2 separate regions of the Mus musculus genome follow, and region 1 is linked to region 2. Evidence: chromatin contacts called from public Hi-C data. All regions are on one chromosome and are shown on one strand. The core of a region is the stretch at or near the end of the contact, and the rest is flanking DNA. Distances in the headings are between cores, read along the strand shown.

What was found. A called contact is a pair of places that touch in the nucleus more often than the background predicts.
Region 1: a Hi-C map of uterus shows a contact between it and region 2, with 4 times the contacts expected there. The contact joins two enhancer-like sites. A contact is called at or near these places in 2 of 484 Hi-C or Micro-C datasets (stem cell-derived neural stem cells and uterus).

What each region holds. Positions count from the first base shown.
Region 1 is chr15:63,338,681-63,342,949 of GRCm38.p6, reverse strand. No RefSeq gene overlaps it. Among named protein-coding and RNA genes, the nearest start is that of Gm41335, 16 kb to the left of the region's middle. Within about 2 kb of position 2,384, at least 70 of the 459 cell types and tissues checked have an H3K27ac peak or open chromatin away from gene starts, as enhancers often do. A contact at or near this core is called in uterus, where this site is marked.
Region 2 is chr15:62,211,275-62,215,402 of GRCm38.p6, reverse strand. All of the region lies in intron 2 of Pvt1 (Pvt1 oncogene), which reads right to left. Among named protein-coding and RNA genes, the nearest start is that of Pvt1, 180 kb to the right of the region's middle. Within about 2 kb of position 2,667, at least 24 of the 459 cell types and tissues checked have an H3K27ac peak or open chromatin away from gene starts, as enhancers often do. A contact at or near this core is called in uterus, where this site is marked.

The sequences.
Region 1 (4,269 bases), core at 1,135-3,634, 1.1 Mb before region 2:
TGCAGGTCTTATTTAGAAAGGCTGAATAAAACAGGGCTCTAGAGTACAGAAACACAAGATGAGCAAGAGACATAAATTTGGAAGCCATCATATTAATCATCCTAGACTGTAAAATTTCAGTGGTTTCACAGAGCAAATGCAATTTCTTGCTCATACTAGCCATCAGGAATGCACAAACTTGTTGATTTTTAAAGGGAGTTTCCCTTTACGTATTGACTCTAGAGTTCTGAGTCTTCCAACCTTTGTGCCTACTACTTCTTGGTAACTTCTTGGCATCTCTTTTCCCTTTCTCTTTCTGCAGGTAATTGATAAACTGAAGTAGAGTAGAAGATTTTAATGCCAAGGCTAGAGGGAATATACATTACTCCTTTTTAAAATTACAGTGTACAGGACAATTCATGTGGTCCCAACTGACCACTCACATTTATGGATGGGGTAGAATGAAAATTAGGAGATCTCACTGAAACATATGTAATTATTCAAGTCCCAGAGTGAATAAATATAGAATTAGAAATGTGGCTGAGGTCAGAGAATTGACAAGATCTTTATGGTAATGATGATGATTAATAATAGCTAAAACATTTAGAGCACTTACAGTATTCCAGGCTTATATGCATACATTAATTCCTGAAATCCTTATAAAAGCCCTTTGATGTAATGGTATTATTATATCTTTTAATATAGACCAAGGAGTAAAGAGCAAGTAAATAACTCTCTTGAGGTCACAGACTTCTAAGTGGCAGAACAAGAATTTGAATGTAGGGCGTCTGCTTCCAGAGTCTGTGAGTTTAACTGATGTCATATGCTACATAATTATTAACTTCAAATACTTGAAGAATGTCACATTAATATGTAAGTATCTTTGCTATGAGTTCCCAAGGGATAGAATTATAACTAACAAATGGAATGGAAATGATGGCAGTGCTCAGCCCAGAAGAAGGAAGTGCTTTCTAAAAGGAGCTGTCTCAAAGGAAGCAAACTGCAGCCTGAGATAGTGCAATCTTCATCAGCGGAGGTGCCCAAGCATACTAAGAGAAAACCCTTGATAAGGATGCCAATCCAATCATCCAGTAGAGATCCAATCATCCAGTGAGTGCTTCAAGGAGATAACCACTATTCTTCTCGAATATTCAAGAGTTGGAAAGTTTTGCAAATACATGCTTGCCAAGATTTCCTGAGGAGTGTAAACTTTCAGAATTAGTGTCTCAAAGTAAGTTCTAAAAGCTGTATCATCCAAGAACTGGACCTGAAGCTAGCTAGAACAGTGAGTTCTCAACCTTCCGAATGCAGTGACCCTTTAAATAAAGTTCCTCATGTCGTGGTGACCCTCAAACGTAATTTTGCTACTGTTATGACTAGCAGTATAGATATTGGTCTTTGGGGGTCATGACCTACAGGTTGAGAGTCATTGAGCTGGAAGGAGAAGGCTGGGGAGGGTGTAGAATAAATAATTCCTTACCTTTGAATCTTAGCAGTTTACTTAGAAGCAAAGGCTCATGGTTGTGTATTGACAGAGGGCCACCTATAGAATTCTAACCTGGAGATGAGCCCATGATTTGTACATGGTAGAAGATCTCCATTTTGGCTCAGTAGTACTGGCTCTCTGCTCCAGAAGCCTCTGTTTCTATTTTATAAAAGTGGTTTCCCAGGTTTAAGACTTATCTGAATCAATGGGAGAGCTCAATAAACCAACTGCACCTTCTCATTCAGTGCATTGAGGCTAGAGCTTGCAAACTTTCCTACCCCAGTGCTGTTCTTGCCTCTGCTTTCACCTTTTAGGAGACTACTCTCTGGGAACCATTGCTCTAACAGGGGCTTCTGGTTCAATACCATAAGCCTTTGTTTATATGTCTAGCTTCTCCTTGCTTATCTTTGTTTTACCCCCACCTAACCCACCATGGGTTTCTTGATAAAATTTTACTGAGGAAATGCATTGAAAGAAATATTAGTTTTCTAGAAGTTCAAAGAGGGGAAAGAAATCATGGGAATCTTTCAGAAGAGAAATCCTGTGTTGTCACCTTTCACATAGCTGGAAGCATGACTCATGCAAAGACATGCCTATCTTTGCTGAAAAGCAAACACAGACACACCAGTTTTGTGTGTCCTGGAATGTGCATCAGAGACGTCTCCTTATCACCTCTTCCTCATTCTTTTTCTGTCTCTTTAAATAGATGGTCACCACCACTTCATGCAAGGAAAGTATTATTTAGAGTGTGGAATGCAATTTGCTTCTTCCCAGAGTTAGTTCCCTTCGGACTGTCTTTGGATGAACTTTGCAGTCTTCACTGAAGGGGGAACCCTTTCCCACTGTTCTCTGGGAGAGCCACGGCTTTGAAGTCACAGCTGGCTTGACTAAACTCATTTCCTCCCTCCACAATGTGCCTCTGATGCAGTGTTGGCTGAGGCTCCCCCTTGCCGGCTCCTGCTATTGAACCAGACCCAAGTGCAATGTTTAATGTGAGTGTTTGGCTTGGCTTGAATTTGGCCAAATCATCTGTACTTCGTTTCATTTGAAAGCTCTACTTTTTTTTTCCCTCCCCGTTTCTCTCTCAAATAGTTCATTCCAGATGTTTTTGATTTGTCTTTCTGTGGTCCACTCCACCCAGTTCCTAAATCAGTAAATCATTTTCATGCTTCTTCCAAAATCTAAGCAAAGAGAAGTGCTCAATTAGAAAGAGCAACTGATTATTGGTTCCTTAGGCTTCAGTGTGGCTCTTTTCTTCAGGAACTACATTTCCAAGGTAGGAGAGAATGTGACAGAACATGTAGATTCCAAATTCCTAGCATTCAGGATCAGAGAGTATGCACAATAGGGATGTGTACATAATATGAACATCCAATTTTATTGCCTAGTTCAAGGCTTGATAGCACTGTTCTTGTTTGAATGCTTTCTGTGACTCAAGTGCACATGGAGACACCCATTCTATGAGCTTATGTGTATCCTTACATGACAGAAATACTAACTAATCAAGATCCCAGCAATTTTCTCATGGTGATGGAGGCAAGGGTAAACAGATGGAGCTAAGATGCAGGGAATGGTTATTTTATTGTCATTATAAGGAGTGAGGGCCTTATGAGAAAGTCCCATATCTGACAGATTAGGGAAGCTAGAAGGAGAAAAATTGCACACATTCAGAGTTTCTCAGAGTTTAAGAATTTACAAAGAAACTCTTGGATGCAACTAGGTGATAAAGTCAGATGAAATATGGGGAAAATGCTGTAAGGTGCTGGAGAAATGGATAGGTCAGCAGTTTAGAGCACTGGCTACTCTTACAGAGGACTCAGGTTCAATTCCCAGCACCTACGTAGTAACTCACAAATGTTTGTAATTAGAATTTTGTGGATATGACTCCTGACTTCAATGAGCACCAGACATAATGTCATAATGTACTACACATGCACACACACACACACATACATCACACACACATATATCACACACACACATCACACACACAGAAAAAAATTACATACAGGCAAATCACTCATACACATAAACTAAATAAATAAGTTAAATAAATAACTACCTAAATAAGATTTCTTTAAATAGTTTTAAGAAATTTTGATGTGATGTGAATGAAATTTCTCTGACAAATTTACAAATGACTCCAGTGAAGACCTACGTGCCCTCTAAAATCTTTCCTAAAGATGATGTAAGTTCTCTTTTGAACTTGATGTTAATATGAGACTTACTGTTCAGAGTACACCAATAATAGTTTATGCTACTTATTTTATTTCATGCTTTTATTCATTTATTTACCATATGACACCAGATTATAAAAGTATGCAAATAGCTTTTAGAGGTATACATATGCTTATTTATATATTAATTTAGAAAAGAAAGTTCTAGTTATTTATAGAATAATATATTTATTTAGGATAGCAATTTTAACTTGTACGTACCATCCCTAACAATGAGTATAGTACACAATCAACTTTAGGACCACAATTAGATAGTGAAGATCATGCAAAGTGAATATAATAGTAAAATTTATAACTGATACAGGAAAGGAATATGACTCATGAAATTCAATAAAAACATAGCTTCAGTTTGAACATTATATCTAATGATATTATTTGACTTCTGAGATCAGTTGTCCAGGACACTTCTGGAAAATGTTGCCAGATTGTAATCTGAACATAATTACCTATAAGCAACCATTTGCTTATTTTATCTTTCAAAAATTTATAACAAAATATCCTGTGAGTATACAATACAACCTGTGTAAATATAAGTTAAAATTCTAGTCTTGATTCAATAATAAGACC
Region 2 (4,128 bases), core at 1,418-3,917:
TGACAGAGGTGCGGCACCCAAGAACATTAAGCACCTATGGCTATAAGGACTGCACAGACCCACACTGGTCAAAATCCCAGCATGGATTGGGGAAGATCTCACCTAGCCCAGATCTAGGTTGAACAGCTAAGGGCAGTCAACTGCTATTGATGGAAGGGTCAGTTCCCTCCAGGAATAAGCCCTCTGATAGGTTGATCACACCCCGGTGGGGGCCCTACAGCAGAGTATATGTGCACCACTAATCATAGTTATAACAAAAATAACAGAAAATGAGGATATGAATTTGAAAGTGGGATATGTAGGGAGTAAGGGAGGAGGGTGAAATCAAAATGCATTGAACTCGTGTGGGAGAATCTCAAAACCAAAAATGAAAAACAAACAAACAAAAAAATATACAGCGTACAAATAGTCTCCTTTCTCCCAAGACACCTAAATCGGTATTTCATCAATGTCTGGGTCCCCTGCCCCAGCTAAGGTGATAGGTGATCACTTTAGAGCAGATGCAAACACAGTGATTCTTCCTCTGCACAAATATTCATTTCCATTGGACCCTCTCACTAGAGTTTCAGACATAAGAATTCCACCCCTTACTTGAAAGATGAACAAAATAAACAGCCAAACTCTCCTCTCCGATTCTAAGTAGCAACTCGGGTTTCTAGCTGCTCGAGATTAACCCTTTTCTCCCCAACACTTGGCATCCCAACCACCAGTCGGCTGCATACTGGGGACTCATTCCGAACCTCAGAGCATCTCCCCATGCCTTCCCCACCACTCAGTGTCTTCTTTCCATATCTACAGCAGTCTGGGGGTTCCAACATCCTGCAAAGTGAGCCAGCTGCTTCCAGTCCACCTGCAAGACAATAGCCTGGTTAACATTGTCTCAATGAGAGCAGAAGGAAACTTCTTACCCTGCCCTGTCTCCTCCTTGAGTTGCTACCTTTTTGTTCTTTTAGACTATGTGTCTCCTCCCCAAGTGTCTATCTTAACTCACCCAGACAGGCCATTTCCGGAAACCTACCTAATCTGGAAGATATGGAGTGCTCACAAGATATCTTAGAATTCTGGTCCAAAGGTGGGTGGCGGACACTAACATGGGGACAATAGAGGGGATAGAGTACCACAATGGATTAGGGAGACAGGGTGATATGTTTGAATTTGGCACATGTCTAAAGCAGGCGGTAATGCAGATTATTCTCTGAACTGCATTGAGAAGGGGGAAAAGAGTTGAGAGGCCAGCTAAGGAAAGATCAGAGAGAAAGATGATCGGGTCAGGGGAAGAAAGGAGGTGAAAACCTAAGCAGGTGACCTAGAACTGCTATGAACTGTGCAGCCACGATTTCATACACCGATGCTCAGAAGAATTGCACACAACCAAGTCAGAGAGGAAGAAATGCATTTGACAAGAGGCCAAGGGGAAGAAAGATTGCCATGACCATGAAGAGGGGCTTGGGGTAGCCCAGCCAAACTCCCAGCAAGCAAGGCTCAGCTCCTCTCTACACTCACCTATTCTCCTGCTCCTCCACAGAAGGGCCCTGAGCACACAGAATCAGCAGCAGCAGCATGCGCTGTTCTCATCCCTTGGCTGAAGACACTGAGGAGAAAAGGAAATTTATCTTTCCTTTTCAAAACGGATCCAAGTGAGATATGCATGGTCAACAGAAGGGTGATATAATTACTAACCAGGCAATTTTACTTCTGAGACCTCCGCACTTGAGTTTGTTAACATGTTATCTTCCATCTTAGCCCACAGTCCCAACAATAACTTCACTGCAGCCTCCTCAGCCTCCCCTTAGTTGGTCTCAGTCCCATAAAGGTAACGGTCATACCGCTTCCCACTGCAGCATCCTTGTAACCAGAGACGGTCCAGGCAGGGGGCAAGGAAAGAATAAGACTAGGTAAGCATCAGTACTGCTCATGCTCAAATAAAGACATGGGCTTGGGACTCCCACTGAAGCCTGGTACCCAAAGGAGCATCCATGGGCATTTTGAACCAAGTCCACATGGTCAAACAACAGAGTATGTTTACTCCATGAGAAAGTCTTCATCTGAAGACTTCCACATGGGCATCTGCAGGTCATAGCACCAGAACCTTCTTTTCTACAAAAGCCACAGCTGTCCCCTAATATAGCTTTTATATAGTTTTTTTTTTTAACTTGGTACTGACCAGGACTTGATCATCCTAGCAACTCATGTCAGAACCTTACATTGACAGATCCATGTATATAACATAAAGTGTTCTGCAGAGGAAGGAACGGGATACAGTAGAGAGCATGCTACTGTTGGATGTGTTGGATATCAGTGGGTTAAACCACAGGATCTTCTCTTGTCAGGGAGACATGGCAGTGTTTGGAGACCTTTTCATTCACAGTTCATAGCCACCATGACAAGGAAATGACCGCTGTCTTGTCTTTACAGAATACAGGTGAACCTGGTGTTTGGAAAGGTTTAAGTTAAGCCCAGGTATTGGGACTCTGGGACTCCAAGTCACAACAAATGCTCAATAAATATTACCTGCTGCTTCTAGTTATTGCTGTTGTTCTTAAAGAAACACACTTGATAGGTATTTGAACTGCACCAATTTACTCTGAGTAACTTGCCCTTAAGTCAGTGTACAGTGTGAGCAGCAGAGGCTTCCAAAAGGCCAAAGGCTCTGCTGAATTTCAAGGTCAGTGCTGTGTCCACAACTGCCATGCTACCAGTCACCCATGCCAAGGATCCTCCCACACTCCAGACTTGTAGCCAGGAAACAACAGACATACTTCCTGCAATTCCTTGGTGGTTCTTTGTGCGGCTTTTTGAAGCTTTTGTGTTCTCTAATGTGCTGGGCTGGGTGGACAGCGCCATCATGATCAAAGACCCAGCTGGCAGGTATGCCAACCCCGTATACGCTGCCAGCCACCAGGCACCAGCTGCCAGCTGCCAGCCACCAACCACCAGCCACCTGCCACTGGATCCAGGAAGAGTCAAGGGGGGAGGTATTAGGCTTCACAACGGCTCCAGGTGCTATCCCAGCCACAGGCTCTGCCTTGCAACAGCTGAAGTGTGCCTATTCCAGGTGTGCCAGGCAGGAGCTGACATTCAAGCAGCTCCTAGACCAGCAGTGGCTGGCAGATCACTGGCAATGTGATGGCTTAAGGAAACTTAACCTTCTGACTGGGACAAATGAGTTCAAGAGGGCCCGAAGGGAGAGTGCAGCATCCTTCCACAGGCCCAAGTTCACAAGTGCCATACTTAGTCCCAGGCAGGTTGGGGCCAAGGGGTTCTAAGATAACCATCACTGAAGCATATGCTAGTGAAAGGCTATGTTGTATTACATGAGGAATTCTGCAAGAAATTGGGCCGGAAAGGGCTCAGAACATCTATGGTGGTTTGAATGAGAAATAGTCCCCATGACCTGAGGCATTTGAATGCTTGGTCTCCTGGTGCAGTTTGGGGGACATTTATGAGGTTTGGACTTTTGAAGGAAGTGTGTCATTAGTAAGCTTTGAGAGTAAAGGGACCTGAGTCATTTCTAGCTCCCCGTACCCCTTCTCATTGTGTTTGCAGATCGAAATGTGATCCTTCATATCCTGTCCCTGCCTTTGCTGTGCCACCGCAGATGGACTCTCACCCTCTAGAACCGTAGGCCCCAATATATGCTATTTCCTCTGCGTTGCTTTGGTCATGGTATTTTATCACAGTAATAGAAAGGTAACTACCGCATTCTATGTTCATAGCTCCTAGTAGAACAGATACCCATTTGCATTAAGTGTCAAAAAAGGGAATGGGGAACTTCCTAGAACTCAGATGCTTGCTGAATCTGCCTCTGGGAACCCCAGAGACCTTCATGGAGAAATTCTGGGTGTCAGCTATTCCTCTAATCACCCTGAAAATCTTGAAGATGTATATCACAGCATCTGCTTTATCAGTTAGATGGATAAGGAAAGTCTATTGGCTGTCACATTTTCCACATAGAAGAAACATTTATAGATAAGAAAAAAAAAATCACCTAAGGTCAAATGGCAAACCAGGCTCTAACACAGGAGCTCATTTCTTATTTTTTATAAACACGTATGAGATCCACATCACATGGAATAAGACTATTAAATGAGTGATATACATGTCTGAAGTGACAATAAATACAGAAAT